Linked DNA regions of Mus musculus: region 1 is linked to region 2. A link is a contact called in public promoter capture Hi-C data. All regions are on one chromosome and are shown on one strand. Each heading gives the region's core, a stretch centred on a gene start, on an enhancer-like site or on the middle of the called end of the contact. The rest is flanking DNA. Distances are from core to core; before and after follow the strand shown.

Region 1 (2,700 bases), core at 87-2,586, 880 kb before region 2:
TGAGCGTTCGTGGAAGAGAGGAAAACTTAACTTCCTCAGGCACCCGTAGTTCCTCCCCATGAGTCTCATTACCTCAGCCTTGCTAAAGGACCGGATAATCTCGTGCCTGGTGTAATCCCAGCTCTATGGGAGTTGAGGATTGAATTCAAGCCTTTGAATGTTTGAGGCAAACGTACTACTGCCAAGCTATACCCGACAGCCCTCTCTACTTTTTTGTCCCTAAGAAGAGCCCACTGTGGGATGGAGAGATAGTTTAGCCCTTAAGAATACTTTTCTGGGGAACCCAGGTTCAGTTGTCACTGTCCACTTGGTGGCTTGCAACTGTCTGTAACTCTAGTTCCAGGGGCTATGAGGCCTTCTGGGATACACAGGCACTGGGACATACATTCATGCAGACACTAAAACAAAAACAAAATAAACCAAAACAAAACCCAAAGATACTGAGACCCACAAAGTTGTTGAATGTTTAATCCTGCTTCAGTTTAGAGAGTAGTTAAGTACGTACCACCACTACCATGATTAGTTAAGTCAACCATTCAAAAATATTTTTGGCCTATTATAAGAAAATTCCCAGTTCATAAAAAGCTATGGGACTTTCCCAAGTCTCATAAAACTGGCCTGTGGTTTTGTTTTTGTTTTTTTTTTTTTTTCTGGTGCTGGGGATGGCCTGGGGCTTTAAACTTGCTCAACTTCAAAGTTGGGTCTGCCTTAGGCACTTCCTGGCCAGTGTAGTCTAGTCTGGGTTCATGACCCACCACAGCCAAAGACTGCACTTCAGCTTTTTGCCAAAGCAGAAACTTATGTCTTGTATACCTTGTATAAGATTGGCATCTGAGAGTGCCAAGTTATGTCCCCACCTCCTCTTTGGGAAAATTCTGTATTAAATTCTGCCTTAGGATAATGCACTCCGCTGCAGAATGAGGGCGCGACCTCCTGAACTGGGTATGTGGGGTGGCTTTGTGGCCTATCTGCGACCTTTCTTCGAGGTCACGCCTGAACTTAGCAGGCCTCTTACCCTCACGGGATTGGATAGGGCTTCAGAAGGCGTTCTAGAGGTTACCACCAGCGTCAGGGGCTGACAGCAGAGTGGTGAAGTAGGGACAGAAGACTTCCTCTGGGAAGCAGAGGAAACCTGACCGCAGCCGGGCAGCCCCACGCACCGCAGCTCCACGCAGCGCTCCTCCCAAGCCCCAGCTATAGCCCGGGGATGGGGAGGGGATGGATTCGGCCTCTGGCTTCCATTGGGTCTCCGGGGTCCGGGCCCGCCCAACCCTGCGGCGAAGCCTCGCATTGGCCTGCCTGGCGCCCCGCCCGGTTCCGGTGCTCCCATTGGCTGCTGATGCCCGACCCCCGGCGCGGCCGCCGAGGCGGACCGCAGGATTGGTGGTCCCGCCGCTGCGTCCCCACCATGGCGGCGCCCGTGCAGCTTGCCGCGTCCTGGGCTCCCTCTGGGGTCCCCTCGGCTGTCCCCGCTATTCGCGCTGCAATTGCCTCCGCGCTCTGCGTGCGCCCTGGCGCCACCCGCCCCCGGCCTCCCTCTCTGCTGCGGTAAGGCCTGCCCTGCGTCCCCGAAGCAGCTCTCGGCCGCCGCGCCCCTCCCCCGGCCAGACCGGCCCGAGCCGCGCTGGGGACCAAAGCCCGGGCCCGGGTGGGGGCCAGGCCTGCCAGAGGGCCGCGCGAGCCGGGCCGAGCGCGCCGAGGTCACCTGTGTGCAGTGTCCCAGGCGCGCGAGTCTGAGCGCAAAGGAGGGTCACGGTCACCCGGGACCCGCTGTGGGACAAGCGCAAGAAAGTCCGGGGAAAGCCTAGCGGGAGTCACCAAGAGTAGCGGTTGTCATCTCTGCCTTCCCCGGGGCCAGATCCTCCTCGGAGCGACCGGGTCAGTTTATCAAAGTACGTCTTCTCGCTACCCTTTCTTCTGGAGTGCTTCCTCATTGTCTTCTCAGTGGTCTTGTTTGCGAGAGAAAAGCTTAGTGAGGACGGTAGATTTGGTTAGGCGGATGTCCCACAGATGTGTTTAGACTCCTTTTTACAGTAGCACCCATTTTTATGATTCCTCAATAAATTTAATTTTTGTCTGTTTCTCTAGAGTACGGGGAGGTGGTAAAACTGAGTCACTGTAATTAACCTAGGGAGTGACCGATGAAGGGAGCCGGCTGCTATCCCAGAAAGCAAAGAGTGCTTAACACATTTCTCTGAGGTCCTTTGAATTATTAGCACTATAGATAATGGGCTGAGAAGGAAGGAAAAGCCACGAGTTAGAGTTAGGTTCCTGACATGTAGCACAGTAGACATCATGACAATTCCACTTGTGTCCCTAAACTTTCAATTAAAGACTCAGAGGAATTGGATCCCGGGGTAGTAGGTGCACACCTGTAATAGCACTCAGAAGCTGAAGCAGGAGGATTGCTTCAGAGGCCAGCCTGGGCTACATAGAATAATAAAACCGTGTCAACAAGAGCCACATAGCAAGACCCAGTCTCAAAAGACTGAAGAAAGGAAAAGAAGAAAGATTGGAGGATTAAAAATTGGAGTAAAACCTTATGACCAGATGGGAGTTTCATATAGTCTCCTAAAATAACAGACATTTTGAAATATAAAGTGGTGTTGGTTGCTCCATTTCGCTAATCTGATGTCTGTGTCTCCTAACAAGTTATTAATGATGAAGCAAAGCAAGTGTGTTCCTAGAGACTAGTGAGCT
Region 2 (2,700 bases), core at 64-2,563:
GACAGGAGGGCATAGGAAGGGAGGCCTGGGGAGACTTTTTTTGTTTTTGGTTTTGGTTTTTTGGTTTTTTGAGACAGGGTTTCTCTGTGTAGTCCTGGCTGTACTGGAACTCACTCTGTAGACCATGCTGGCCTCGAACTCAGAAAACCGCCTGCTTCTGTCTCCCAAGTGCTGGGATTAAAGGTGTGCGCCACCACCACCTGGCTCTGGGGAGGCTTTTGAAGGAAGCACCCCCTAGCTAAACTTTATGATGAGCTGGACAAGTGCGGGGCAGTGGACTGGAAACACCAAAGAGCAGCATTGGCCGACCTGTACTCCAAGCCTCCTCTGCCCCAGTTTCCAAAAGGGACAACCTTCCATTCTCTGGTCCAACAACTTACACTACTTTACAAGCTACTAATCTTAGGAGGCCTCCCACACATCTTTTTTTAATGATATGGCCTTAGGAGGGTTAAACACACACACACACACACACACACACACACGTTAAGTTTAAATGCCAACTACTAAGCTTACTTCCATCAGGATTCATGCCAAGTCCTTTACACAAATAATCTCAGTTGTGCAACCAGCAATTTTTCCTCAGCTTTGCTCCAGGAAAACTAAAATTCAAAGTTGAAAGTTTGCCGAAGGTCATCCAATTACTAAAGGGATAGGATTTCAACAGAATTCCACCCGGCCTAACCGACCATTCTGTTAACCACTGCCAGGGTGAGCTGAGAAGGGCAGGACTAGGCTTGCTGAGTCCCTTGGCTTTTCTGAGGACCAGAGGCTCCCCCAGGAATCCAAACCTCTGCAAAAATGAAGGATGGGCCTAGTCACACTTGCAAATGAGGAGCGAGAATCCAAAACAAAAGAATTAGAATGAACCTTGAAGGGCCTCCAGCTACAAAGGGAAGCAGAACCTTGAGAACCTGTTGTGGAACAGAAAGACCCTCAGTCGACTGGGGGCGGGGCACGGGGGGCGGGGCTGGGAGCGCCCCGCAAGCTCTAGCCAGCCCTGCGGGACCCCCGAAGGGGGCGGGCCGAGGGAGGGCGGGCCGCAGGGTGGGCGGGGCATCGCTGTTAGGTCACCTTCCCAATCCCCCTCCATACTCTGGCTCCAGCAGGGCTGATCCGGGATCTCGATGCTGTAATCCAGCTCGGCCGAGGCCATGGTGAAGGTGCGGGTCTTCAGCACAGGCCTCCCGCCGGAACTCCCGCAGTTTCACCTCGGCGGGGCCGGGACGCCGCCGGGCCACGCCCCTCCCCGCCCACGCCCAGCGCTGTCCAATCCCCGAGCCGCACTCTGTGACCTCCCTGCCTAGCAACCAGGGAGTCGCTTCGCGCCTCGGGCGGCACCCACTAGCCCGGCCCTAGCAACCGCGCCCCGCCCCTACTGTCTTTGGGCCCCAGCAATTGGCTGACTCTCTTGATCTTGGATCAAGTATTGGTCAGTGGGGCAGCGCTCTCGGAGCGACCGCACCCTCCTGTGAAGGTAAGAGTCGGTGGGAGAGTTGAATGAAGTATTACGGGTCTGCAGAGGGCATCTCAGAACTTTGTCTTCTGGTACTTGGTAGAAAACTTGAACTTGCACCTCTAACTACATCTACCTCCATCGCCAGCAGCAGTTCCCAGGCTGGAGGCAGAAAAAACGAACAAAACAGTGTTAGGCGGCGCGTGCCAACGGGTCCTTCTAAACCTGTGGGTTGAGACTGGTTGCCTGACTGGAAAGGGGTCTTCGGGTAATAAGACATGGCCTTTCATGTGTGAGTCCAAGTAGTTTAGACGAGTACAGGAGTACAGCTTTCTTACATTTAGTAAATATTTTCTGAGCTGGGCATAATGGCGCATGCATTTAATTCCAGCTGTGAGGAGTTGAACTCTGTGAGTTTGAGACCATCCTGATCTATCTCCAGGACAGCCAGGGCTACACAGAGACACCCTGTCCAAAATAAATAAATAAACACATACATGCATACATACATAAACAGAAAAAGAAGCTATTTGGGTGATGGGAATGAGTGGGTATGGTGTGTAGGAGACAGAAACCAGGAGGAAAGTATTGAGGGCTGATGATTAATACGGTAAATAAAACCTCAAAGATGGCACTGGATTTACAAAGAAGTTGTTAGCAACCTTTGCAAGTGCCATTCCAGTGAACAAAAGAGTCAGTGGCTTGAGAGTGAGTGGGAGGTGACAGCATAGTGGTATGTCCCTGGAATCCCAGCCAGGAGTCTAAATGCTTCAAGCCATCCTCAGCTACATAACAAGTTCCAGGCTAGCCTATGCTACATGAGACTTGTCTTAAAAGAAAGAGGGGGGATGGAACACTTGCAAGGCAAGTTATTTTGTCATTCGCTGGCAACCGCTAGGAGGTACAGGCTTTTGTTCAGATGAGAGAGATCCAGCAAAGAGATAAAAGATAAAATCACAGGGGAATTGGGTATGTGAAAGCATATGGCCCCCAACCGTGGGGACTCTCACTTTACACTGCTGAGGAGTAACTGGGGAGATGGCTGAGCTAGTGTGAGGAACCAACTTAGACCCCCAGGACACACATAAAGGCTTCGGGGGCGGGGGGGGGGGGCTGGAGAGATTACTCAGTGGTTAAGAGCACTGACTGCTCTTTTGAAGGTCCTGAATTCAAATCCCAGCAACCACATGGTGGCTCACAACCATCTGTAATGAGATCTGATGCCCTCTTCTGAGGTGTCTGAA

What was found. Promoter capture Hi-C pulls out the DNA fragments that hold promoters and counts their contacts.
Region 1: a contact with region 2 is called in a promoter capture Hi-C map of pre-B cells. The contact joins the promoter of St3gal3 here to the promoter of Armh1 in region 2. A contact is called at or near these places in 8 of 39 promoter capture datasets (the 3T3-L1 cell line, 3T3-L1-derived adipocytes, the C10 cell line and 4 more).

Annotation. Positions count from the first base shown.
Region 1 is chr4:118,133,582-118,136,281 of GRCm38.p6, reverse strand. St3gal3 (ST3 beta-galactoside alpha-2,3-sialyltransferase 3) reads left to right here and starts at 1,336. Exons shown (of 12, transcript NM_009176.5): 1 at 1,336-1,892.
Region 2 is chr4:117,250,530-117,253,229 of GRCm38.p6, reverse strand. Armh1 (armadillo-like helical domain containing 1) reads left to right here and starts at 1,313. Exons shown (of 13, transcript NM_001145637.1): 1 at 1,313-1,477. It overlaps Tmem53 (transmembrane protein 53), which reads right to left and starts at 1,279. Exons shown (of 3, transcript NM_026837.3): 1 at 1,096-1,279. The coding sequence starts at 1,156.